Regions from separate parts of the Mus musculus genome. Here region 2 is linked to region 1. A link is a contact called in public promoter capture Hi-C data. All regions are on one chromosome and are shown on one strand. The core of a region is the stretch at or near the end of the contact, and the rest is flanking DNA. Distances in the headings are between cores, read along the strand shown.

The links. Promoter capture Hi-C pulls out the DNA fragments that hold promoters and counts their contacts.
Region 2: a contact with region 1 is called in a promoter capture Hi-C map of liver. The contact joins the enhancer-like site here to the promoter of Lrtm1 in region 1. A contact is called at or near these places in 3 of 39 promoter capture datasets (embryonic stem cells, liver and stem cell-derived epiblast-like cells), 3 of 484 Hi-C or Micro-C datasets (embryonic stem cells, myocytes and nephron progenitors) and 3 of 9 other capture datasets (adipose tissue, liver and pancreatic islet).

What each region holds. Positions count from the first base shown.
Region 1 is chr14:29,016,924-29,023,046 of GRCm38.p6, reverse strand. Lrtm1 (leucine-rich repeats and transmembrane domains 1) reads right to left here and starts at 4,839. Exons shown (of 3, transcript NM_176920.4): 1 at 4,438-4,839; 2 at 831-1,427. The coding sequence starts at 4,480. All of the region lies in intron 27 of Cacna2d3 (calcium channel, voltage-dependent, alpha2/delta subunit 3), which reads left to right.
Region 2 is chr14:29,107,035-29,113,108 of GRCm38.p6, reverse strand. All of the region lies in intron 14 of Cacna2d3 (calcium channel, voltage-dependent, alpha2/delta subunit 3), which reads left to right. Among named protein-coding and RNA genes, the nearest start is that of Lrtm1, 92 kb to the right of the region's middle. Within about 2 kb of position 4,403, at least 2 of the 459 cell types and tissues checked have an H3K27ac peak or open chromatin away from gene starts, as enhancers often do. A contact at or near this core is called in liver, where this site is marked.

The DNA of each region.
Region 1 (6,123 bases), core at 3,590-6,089:
GGAACATCAAGGATGTTCAAGGAGAGAAAGGAGCAAATGGTGCTCAGAAAAGCAATGTAGGGTTCAGGAAAGAACCCAAAGCCAACGTCCAACAGTCATGCTTTCTACTCTCATTTGTTCTTTGCCTGTCCAATCTTAGGCTGGTCGTCGAGCTACTCTGGGCTTCTGTTCCCCATTGGCAACCAAGGCTGCCAAGCTTTCTCTCTGATAGCAAAGGCTGTGAGGTGTGAGAGGTGATTTTTGTCACAACTGTTCCACTTTGCTTTATAGTGTAAAATAGCCACTTGGTACATAAAGAACAGAAAACAAAAACAAAAACAAAAAAAAAACCACACCACATGCACAATTTGACCCTTAGCCTATATATTATTAACTCCTGAGTGACTTCCAAAGTTTACTCTCTCTAATATTCTAGGGTCTGTTGCTTAGATTTGAGCTTCTGATTAAAGAAATAGTAATTTCAGAGAAGGGGCCTTCTGGACCCAACTTCAGTATTTCATAAGATTTATAGCCATCTTTTGGTAGAAGTAGAAAGAGGGGGAAGCTAGCCTAAGAAGGGAGAGCCACATTGCCAAGCAGATCACACTTGGAAATTAGAGCTGAGGGTGCTTTGGTATGTGATTCCCAGAGAGACGTCCATGCCATCTGCATGCACACTGTGATGAGCATAACACCCAATGTCCTCCAACCTCCAGTAGACACTTACTCCCCTCATGAAGTTAGCATACTTCTATGTGAAGACACACAAAGGCCTACAGCTTCCCCTTGCACTGTCCTCCACCCTCTTGAGATGCTGAGGTTGGTGGCACACAGAAAGACACACTACTAACCTTGAAAGGTGAATCTCTCCAGCCAGAGTTTCAGACCCAGTAAGTGGCAGTCACAAATCCAAGGGTTGTCCTTAAGAAGTACCAGCCTCACCTTGGGCATGGCCTCTAGAAGTTCACGATCCAGATGGAGAAGATGGTTCTGCTGCACAGCAAACACAGTCAGGTTCTCCCAAGGCTTCCCCAGAGACGTGGGGAGGATCCTGAGGCTGTTGGATGAAAGATCTAGCTCCCTGAGCCCAGGAAGGGCATGGGCAAAGCTGCTTTCTATGGAAAGCAGGGAATTTTGGGTTACATTTAAAACCCGCAAATGTGGAAGTCCATAGAAAGCCTCTGCAGCCAGATTTGAAAGAGAGTTGTTAGATAAATTTAAGGTGGAAAGCAGTGATACAGATTGAAATGCAAGAGCAGGAAGCCAGTGGATCCGGTTATCTTGTAAGAGCAGTGTAACTGTCCATGGGGGTAAATCACGGGGGACCTTTGACAGCCCCTGACCACTGCAGTCCACGGAGTTTGATGATGGGTGGCACAAACATTTCATGGGGCAGCTGCCCACTCCTGGGAGCAGGAGACCCACACTGGAGACCAGCAGCAGAGTACCTAAAGCAAGGAGAAGAGGGAGGGATGGAGGCCAGTGTATGAAATGTGGTCGCCATCAGCCAAGGAATTCCCAGGCAGTGTGGTCCTGAGCCAGCAGTGCCTCCCACCCAGCTAGAAAGGAAGTCCTCACCCTTCACAGAGTGGGACTGAGTACACGCAGGCCGGCCACTGAGGCTACTGTGGCTGACTTGGTCGTCAGACTGTGTAAGACTGATATCACATGAAACAGTGAGGGGAAAGTCATTCTGGGTCATGTGTCCTTTGGAGGTCAGAGCCAGGTGTGTGGGCTGTGGCAGGTAGAAAGGTCACAAAAGGAGCTGATGCCCACAGTTCTAAAAGGACCTCTCAGGAGGAGGGTAGGCCTGTTGAGCTTTGTATGGTGGTAGAAATGTTCTGTGCCTGCCCTCCAACATGGATGTCACTAGACACCTGTAATTCCCGAGCTCCCAGAATGTGATTGCTACAACCCAAGAACTGACTTTTAATTTTGACTTGGTCTTAATTCATTTATACTTCAGTTATCAGATGTGGCTTCAGGTGGTCCTATTGACTAGGGAATACCCTTACAAACAGCTATCTAGCTTTGCAGGTATAACCCAATCTGTGGCGATCCTCTTTCTCCTTTTTTTCTATGATGGTTTAAAAAATTACCAAAAAGTGTTACAAACAATATAAGTCGTATCCTTCTTCCAGAAACTTTTACCATCCTCTCATAGATGATCAGACTTCTGTCATCTCCTTGCTTCTTACTGAGAAGTGCAGTGCTTTAGTGGGGCATACAACCTTCTTCTAATCATCTCTGGTTTTCCTCCCAGAAGCCCCTTCACAGAGTTGCTCCACAGAAGCCCCACAGAAACCTGCTTTCTGTCTTTAGACATACTCAAAACAATAGTCGTTGTATCAGGGTTATTGGTATGTAGCACCATGCTCAATTTCATGGTCCTGGGGGTCTCACTCAGAGATCTGTGCTTGCTAGGCTACTACTATCAAATGAGCCCTGATGCCTGCCTTCTTGATACTATTTAATAAATGGGATCAGAGTTAAAATGTTTATAACATTTCCAGCTTGAGTTGAAACAGGGACCTACGGCATATTGCCTGAATATTCTTTTGAGATCTTTGGAGTTGTCTAAGGATTTTTCTCCCTGAAGCTGAGGACTAAACCTGGGGTCTTATACTTGTTCATCAAGTGCTCTACCACTGAGCTAAATGCTCAGAGCATAAAGGTGCCATCTTGTACTCAGTTTTCCTTCACTTACAGCAAGATCCAACATTTTCAGAGTTGGAAGTATTGGGAGCTTATCTTGGACATGGGTTGGAATGAGTCTATTAGGAATTCCTTCTGATTTTTATTTCTGTAATTGCTAGAGATGATCACAGAGATAGAATGGTATTATGCCAAGCTTTGTAAAATGCAGTGGATAATAAGGACAATAGCAAATGACCAGATGGCATACACTTCATGTCAGAGATCAATCCTACTGCTTTATAGACACATATCCACCCTAATCACCTTGTCAACATAGTTGTTTGTCTTCAACATTTTGAGGGGAAAAACAAACAAACAAACAAACAAACAAACAAAACTGGCATAGAGAGGCTAAATCACTCCCTAAGTTCACAGAAACAGTAAACAATCTAGCATGATTTGATCCCAGCCTGCCTACAGAATCTGTGAGAATTCTTATCTGTTCTATTTCTCTGCCAGATATTCAAGAGAGACATGGTGCAGCAATCAGGGGTGGATTTGCACAGTGGTATACTGTTTCTTTGTCTACTTCATATAAATATAATCATACATTTATCCTATTCTGCAATCTGTTCTTTTTAGTCAAAGCTATGTATCCACCTCAGTGGATACATAGAAAGTGTCTTCATTTCTTTTAGCTAATAAGGCACATTCCTTGTGTTGGACCATGTCAAACTCAGTGACTACCTATCCCTCATTGAGGAGCATTTGGGCTCCCAGGATTCCCTACTCACTTATTACAAATGGTGCAGCTATAGGACTGTGGGTGACTGCTCCCCAAAATACAGAGTGGGTCTCATTGTCGGACTCAGAGAATTGATATATTTTTTAAAAGGCTGTGTGGTCATTTTTTCAAAGTTCCTATTTCCCTCCCTTTTTTCTCTTTTGGGACTTGAATTTCTAAGTATGACAAACATGTGTCAAGCACACATTCTGTTGAACTGGAGAGGCATTGACAGGGCCATGGAATGCTATTCAAAATAAAATGCCTATCAACATGGAGGCTTTCAAGAGACGGTTATTTATTTATTTGATGTTCTGATTTACACCTCACCTAGGGGGAAACACAGAATGACTGTACTATACCTTGATCTCCCTGCTTTGGACTCTGCTCCTGGCTGCCGGTACCCAGGACCACAGGACTGGAAAAGGAGAAGCTTTCCAAGGGAAAGCTGCTGCCTCTGATTTAGTTCAAGAGACATAGAGCATCCAAGTCCCCTTCTCCATCTTCAAACAGAAGTCTTTTGTTTTTCTGTAATTTTCCTGATATCTAACTTCTTTCAAAGTTCAAATAAATGCCTTTCCATTAGAAATCACCAGACACTATCACTGTGACCTGAGCCACAAGCTTTGGAATCAATCCTTAAACAATGGAGTACCCACCCAGCCCATTTATCTCTTAATAAAAGGCTTATATTTCTGAAATGGGGGCCAGTTTGCCTCCCACTTCCCCAAAGGAAGTAATATATGAGCTCCAACTCAAGGCACCATGTTGTCTATGAAATGGCCCATGACAAGCCCACTGCATGTCCACACCACGACTATACACATTTGTCTTCAGCCCCCTTTCCCCCTTGCTCAGCATGGTGACACATCCATCTTTCCACTGAGAGAGATTTTTTCTTTTTTTACATCTGTCCAATGTTTTAAGAAAGACAGGTTGAAAATTGATTTCTCACAGACACTTCTTAGAAGGTATTGCCCCCTTCCCTCAGGTGGGGGACTTCTGGGGTAGGGGCAATGGAATTTATTCCTGCTCACCTTTCATGGCCCAGGCTCCGCAGCACAAACCCTCATTCAACATATATCCCGGCCTGAGGACTCACAGATCAACACACCCGGGCTACGGCAGACTTGGAACCCAGCTTTCCATTCTCTTTCCCTGAATCCAGCATGGGCTTTTCTCCAGTGCAGAAAACAGTTGCTGAATTCAGGAGGTCACTTATTTAAGCAGCCTGTCCCCTTGTCTCTGTCTGCTGTGGTCCTTCTCCATAAGAGGGGTCTTTTGATTGCGTCCGGTCCTTTTTTTTTTTTTTTTTTTTTTTTTTTTGGAAAGTGTCAACCTCCCTAGGATCTTCTCTGCCTCTCTCATTCAGACAGCAAACCACATAAAGAATGTTGGTCAGACCTTGGTGAACAGCTGTAGCATTCAGACATGACCCCAATGGCCCGGCCTTTTTGATTATTTAATCTGCTTGAAGTCCAGGGCACCAAAATAAAACAGCCTTCTTAATCCGGCTGTGGCTTCTGCATTCTCTTGACTTATCAACCGTGCTGAGTCAACCCTCACTGGTGGTGGTGGGGGAGGGTACGAATCCCTAACCTAGGGTCTTGCAACAGAGCCTGCAGGGAGTGTAATATGAGAACAAATTGGCCTGCTGGAGGCTGACAGTTTCCATTGGGGCACTTCTTTGGCTATCCTGGGTACATTCAGCCCAAGTCCCTGGAGATTAGCTGCGTTGACAGGTCCTCATGCCCTGAAATCCACAGCCATGGTTTCCTTACATGGGCATTACAGTCCCTCCTCCCCAGTGCCACAAATACATCTCACCTTGCTTGCTACACACACACACACACACACACACACACACACACACACACACACACCCCACTGCTGACACATACTAAAAGGACCTTTTGGCCAGCATGAAATACTTCATCTTTTTACATTACCTAAAGCTGAGGTTCAGACCCTTTTCTCAATACTCTTCACATTTAAAACAATCAAGCTGGCTAAGTAAGAGCTAGAAACCAACTGAGTTGGTTGTTCACCAATAAGCAATGAGGCAAACTTTCCAAATGGGGATTGGAACCAGCTCTTTGAATGTACAAATGCCTGCCACTGGCTGAAGTGGGCTTCCAGTGCATGAAGTGAGCCAAAAAAACCAACCAATCAACCAACCAAACAAACAAAAAACAAAAAAAGAAAAACAGACCTACTCTAGAATATTCCACAGGCGTTCTATGACTGGTCAGGTGGCAAAGTTACTTTTTATTGAGGTTGCATAAAACCCAAGAAGTATAGATGAGCAGCTGAATGTGAACTCTGGAATCAGATAGGTCTGGATTGCATTTACCCTCACAAAGCGTCACCTCCTACAGGGCTAATGATACCCAGTGCTTTATGAAATTGCATCCAGGATTAAATCTAGGCCAGAGTATCTTCATGAAGGCTGACGGCTCCAAGAATCGAGGAGACTGGCCCCAGGACTTCTGAGCTGCTCTCCTTGGAAGAGCTCCAGGGGGAAGCCTGTCTTCTAATACCACTGAGGAAGGCAGGTAATCCCATGCATGAGACCTGATATGGTATGTGATTCCTCTGAATAGCCTCTTGGGGAATGTTTTTCTCCTGTGGACAACTTGCTTCCCACCTCACATATGCATATGCATCCTGCTATTTCTGGAAACTCGTCTTTCTCCAGCCTGTCTCTGCTATCCTTCCCTTTA
Region 2 (6,074 bases), core at 3,154-5,653, 90 kb before region 1:
GTGTTCTGACAGCATTTTCAGCGCAAGTGTCTTAGGAATTTAAACACAGGACTTACGACTTATTATTGTTTTAAATAATTTGGTTTTAGTTTGGCAGCATCAATTTTCACCACAGGTCTATGCTACCAAGCGCTTTTATTTATGCAGTGTTTTCTATAGAGGAGGCTCTAGGGAAAGCTTCCTTGATGGTCAAACATTCAGTCATAGGGACAAGAACTCAAAAAGAGCACGTGCATACTCGCCATTCAGATTTAAGACTTGGAATTGTTATCATGTTTGTTTTTGAGTTTTATTTATGGATTTGTGCATTGTTTTTGATGGCATGAAATCTCATGAAAATTGCCATGGCTGAGCATTCGTCTGTGGGGCATTCTGACTGTCATTGGCATCTTTGTCAGCGATGTCTTCCTGTGGGAAATCGTTACTAAGAGCCATGAGCGCCCAGCCTCTGCTCTTACAACTGCCCTTTCCTCCCCTCGTCCCGATAAAGGGGTGTCCCCATTATTCCTAGCACACACTCCCAGAAACTGCACTGTTCCTTGGGGGGGAAGCCTGGCAGTATTCTTCACCTTTACAAACAGCCCTTTGTTAAGTTTCTGCCGATGCCTGCTTGAGTTGCGATCTCCAGTTTCTGCTCACGTTAGTGTCCCACTTGCTGCTGCAGATTGCCTTCTCTGAGTGTCTGTATCGACACAGCAGACAGGCATCACTGTTGCGCACGTTTAAAGGTTTGGACAAATAGTTTCCCACCACGTGTACACTTCTGCTGCTCAGTTTGTTTTTCCAAATGTTGGGATTTACCCCGATTCTCATGCGAGATGCTCTTTTAGAATCTGAAAGAGAGCACACGTGGACTTGCTTTCTGGATCTAAAACACAAATGCCCAGGAAAATTACTTTTTTTAGTTCATTATAAATATGTATAGGTGGTCTATGACCACACCACCCTCAGTGCCCCAATGTCCTCAGAATATGTGTATATTCCCATCTCACCATGGGGAGGTGAAGGTCTTTGTGCTCTTCTGCTAATAAAACAAATGACTCCCTTCCCTTCCCATTTCCAAGAGGCTTTTTAGATTGCTGAGTAAAGTGTTCATTAATCAACATTTAAATATGCGATTCACAGAGAGCATGTCAAAACTGGCCTCTATTCAACAGTCAGAAGGTGGAAATCAAAGATTATGAGAGTGAACCGTAAAGTCGGCCCGAGCCAGACAGTGTTGGCATCAAACAAGCTGCCTGCTCCTGTCTCCTGTGGAGAGCATGGCTGCTGGTCCTGTCTCCGTGGAGAACATGGCTGCATTGCTTTCATTGTCACCCATGAATGGACTTTCATGCCTTGCCCAATGGAAGGCCACCTGTGTCTTCACCAGGGCCATGTCTACACTGAACGTGTGTGTCTGCAATATGCCTGTGTTCCTACAAGGTGCCTCCCCTAAGATCCTACTTTGGTATTAAAGACAGTTGTGTCATTGTGTTGTGTCATCATGATGTGTAACAGAAGGTAGTGAGGGCATATTTGGGGGCACTGGCGGGTAATTGACGTACAGAGGCTCTTTTTTTTGTTTAAGGATTTAAATGAGGGAGGTCCGGGCTGTTTATCTGTGAAGAGTTTCAACATAACTGCACCACCTGCTTCTGTCCCCCCTACCCCCCTTTACTCAACCCACTTCTCTGTTCTTCTTGGGCTCTAACTTACATTGGAGTCATTTTAGTGACCTTCGGGAACTTTCTTAGTAGGGTGAAATGGAGAACATGGGGGACATATGTTTTCACCCTGTCCACAACTCCCCTCATTATGTAGCACCCAGAGCCTGGCCTCTGGGAACCCCTAAGTACTCAGACTTCATGGGTCCAAGGAGAGAACATGAGAAAGATAACTTGCCCCATGCACAAGCTGCATTTGAGAAGGTGGGTCTTAAAGGACTTGGCTTGTTCTGGGCTCCCTGGTTGCATTCCCAGACTCCACACCAATAAATAATCTGTCATTTTCCATTCAAAATGCCTCACTTGGTATTTAAAGGTGCACGCAGCTGTGTTTTTCTACCTCTTAGTACTATTCCTTTCCTGTCAAGGCGAATGTTTTTGACAGAACTAATAGTTAATGCAGCTTATGCTTCAACTAGGTAGCTATTAAATAACACCGGCTGCCTTTTAAATGTGTTTTTACTGGAAAACCTCATACTTTGCAAATAGCTTTTTATTTCCTAGGGCAGTGTGCCTGCAATTCACACAGTCTACCACTAGATGGCAATAGTGTTCTTTTTACAGACTGTTGAGCGTGGTTCATTGTAGTTGTTGAAGGAAAGCAGGGAAATATGGCTTTATGCCCCTGTATAAAATATCTATGTATGGTAGTATTATAGATTTATACCATACATTCTGTTAATCTAGTCAATGTGTTGATCAACTTCAATAAGCAAAGCAGAGGGATGGAGAAGCGAACTGTAGAAGAAATGGTATATTGAAGGAGAATAAATGAATTAGCCTTTGCCCTTGGCCAAGAGCCAGTCTTCCAGTGGAGTTCGCCATTGTGCACATCCCTCCCTTTCAGTCCCAGCCTCCAGGACTGAGCAGATCTGGCAGAAGACTCTGCTGAACCCACCCAGCAGCCCTCAAATGTTCTGCCAAGCAGGCTGCTCTTAACTCACTCCAATGCCCAGCTCACCTCCTCCCTAGGGCTCGGCGTTACCTCCATCTAGCTGCAGGAGAACGAGAGCATCCTGACACTGGCCTGACCAGCTCCCTCAGTATGGAGATTTTTTAAATGGCAAGGCAATCAAATGTCCTTCAAAGTCAGAGGCTGGTCTGCAGCTTGCACTGTGCCTGTCCCGGTGGAGGGCCACACTCAACCTTACCAGCCCCAGGCCTGCCCTTTGCTCTGCCTGTGCTTGCACCTTCATTCTGGTTGGCCAAAGGGGACTTTCAAGATGGCAGCTTCTTACTGATGATCTCAAAGCAGCCAAACTTTTATTCATTATGAAGATTTTTCATAAAATCTTAAGGGCAACATGCCCATCATAAAACACAGTCCCTAGGGATGAAGGCATCTAGAGGCCGTTCCCCCTCCTTGCCCCCCGAAATTCTAATTTACTCTCTTTAGTCCTCCCTCTACCTGCATCTCCCAGGCCCACTCTTCCTTCTCTTCTTATCTACTCCCTCTTTCTCTCTGTTCTCTCCTCTCTCCTTCCCTCCTCTCCTCTCCCCCTCCTTTCCCTCTCCCTTGCCCTCTCTCCCTCTCCTTCCCCAACTCTTTTTTTTCTTTCTTTTTGTCTAACTTACTATCTGTGATGGGGGGCTATGAGCACCACACTTAGGTTCTTATAAGCACCTAACAGAGAGACCATCTTTCCACAAGCTTGAGATAGCAAAAAGACAAAACATCCCAGGGAATACATATCAAATCATGTGTCCAATTAATGAACCAATCTTACAGCCTAGGTGGTGTATACATATGTGTGTATGTGTGTATGTATGTATGTATGTATGTATGTATGTATGTATGTATGTATACATGTATGCATGTGCCTAAGAAACCAACCAGCTGGTCACCTTGCCTTATGTGATAATAGAGAGGCATCGGCTGCTACAGAAACTCTGTGGATGCAAAGGGTGAAGAGAAGTTATCTAAGGGAGAGGTTGATGTCTTCCGGAAGAAAAGGATGGTTTTTAAACTTCTCCCTTGGTACTAGAGCAAGTATCAATAATTTAGGGGGGAAATGGAGGGAAGCAGGAAACTGTTTTCTGCTTATTATGCCAGTGTTCAGGAGACATTTGTAGCTGGCATTTTTCATGTGACTGGTTTCAATAAGTACAAGATGGACACTTGGACCCAAGATGGACTGGAAGAAGACAGTCTCTTTGCTCACTACGGGAGGCCAGCATGGCAGCCCCTACTAGACCTCCTCCATTGGTCCCATTGGTTTGTCTGTCTCTGTTAGCACACTCAGGGTTCCATGGGGGAACCAGCCCAATCTTGTGCTTAGTTATCTTCATAGCACATGGCAGAGGACTCTGCATATAGCCGAGGTTTAAGGGAAGTTCTGAAGGCAAACGATGCATAGCAATGAACAGGCCGGCAGTGAACTGGGGATCTGGTGGTATGATGCCATTGGGGCCACACCCTCGACACTGACCACATTCCTGTCTGGTGCCACCCTTGGAAACAGATGAAGCACCAGGAGTAGAGGCCTGCATGGCTGCCCAGAGCTTGCACACGAGTCTGAATGCACATTCAAAGACACACACACATTGTTAGCTTGGGAAGCTGACAGGAAGCAGTCGATCTGTTGAGCAAGTTTGTATTTTATGAGCCAGATGTTCAGCATTATTACCCATCATTTCCTTTGATTCCAGAATGGCCCCCATTATGTAGCATAGGAAATGAAGGATGCATATGGAATGATGCACACTTACTATCCAACAGCGCGCCATAGCTGAGAAGTTCAGGGGCTGTTCAAAGCTTGCACAAGTGTAACGGGGCAGCAGGTTGCTTTTGGATTCTTGCTTGGACTTAAGTTAATGGGATTTTGCTGAGATGGACCATGGCGACCTCCATCTCTAACTCCTACCCTTTGGGAAATGGATGTAGATTCTGTATCTGCATTTTCCTTGGAAGCCTTAATTATGAATCCTAAGCACTGAATCCCCAGCAGCAGCTACAAGGCTGTGATGGCTGCATCATTTCTGCTTAGAGGTCTGGATAAAAACCATGGGTTGCTATTTCCTGTCCCAGGATGCCCTTTGGTCCTAAGGAGCTTGTGGTGCAAAGAAACTTTCTGATTGATTTTCCACCTCCATGAAATGTTTCAGATGCAAAAGGCCAAACTGATGAGGCTGGGGCTGATGGAGGGGCAGGGCTCTGTCTGGGTTTCTGCTAGTGTTTGAGGCTATGAGATGAGCTGGGTTACAGTGGAAGCCTGCAGCTTGGAGTTCTGGCGAAGCCAGTCTATAAGTGGGCTACAGCTCTTAGCAGAAGAGTACATAAGATTATAGTCCCTCATGTGAACTCTGCCCCCCTGGACTTACTGGGTTTCTTTTGTTTACCTAGAGCTGGTAACAGATCAGTGGCTTTAGTACTGATGCAATAGGATAAGGAGTTTTCTGTTTTGTTTTGTTTTTTGTTTTGTGCTTTGTTTGTTTGTTGATTGGTTTGGTTTTGGGTTTGTTGTTGTTGTTGTTTTGTTTTGTTTTTTCTTTTCTTTTTGCCCTGAGTGACACTGACTCTATATTCTGGCTTAACATTGGAAGTTCCTTTCCCTTGATCTTGCCTTTTGCCAGGGCAATTACTAATGATTTATAACTAACTCTTACTGGTCACAGGGGAAAAGCTTCATTGCTTATTACCGCCAATGCCATGTTTTGGTTGCACCGTGATCCATGTTGGCATTGCCTGGAATTTTGATCTGAGTTGCAAAGGTGGAAGCTGTCCAGGGTTATGGATCAGCTCAAATAAGCGTTGCTGTGCAGCAGTGAGGTTTACTCAAGGAGTTGTGAAATGGGGTGTTTACTTCCACTGGTTCTGCTATTGAGCCACCAATGGCCGCCATGCTATGCTAAGTATTTTTAGCAGAAGTTTAAAATACGTTCCCATAAACAATTACTGTGTTGCATATACTGGCTGACTTGATTCTTGGCACAACAAGAGCTGTCAATGTTGTCTTGAGTTAATGCAGTCTGGTTATTAATATTAGAAAATCATTTACTTACTTATGCTCATGCCCTGAAAGTTACCTGGGTAACAAGCTTATTCATCAGCGGTCTCAGAAGAGACAGAACAATGAAAGAACCTATATAGAGAAAGCATGTGTATAATACACAGTGTGTGTGCATAAGCATATAAAGACATCATATGTGTGTATGCATATGGACATATAAATATGTACATACATGCTTATATGTGGAGGAAGATTTGTATTAAAGCATGTAAGTGTGGAATCTGATAAATATGAATCTGTAAAGCAGATTGGTGTCCTGGAAATCCCAGGAAGAGTTGCTGTTTCAATGTTGAACTCAAAGGCAAATGAAGGCAGAATTTCTTCTTCCTTCAAGGCTGTGTCTTTTCTTTGAAGACCT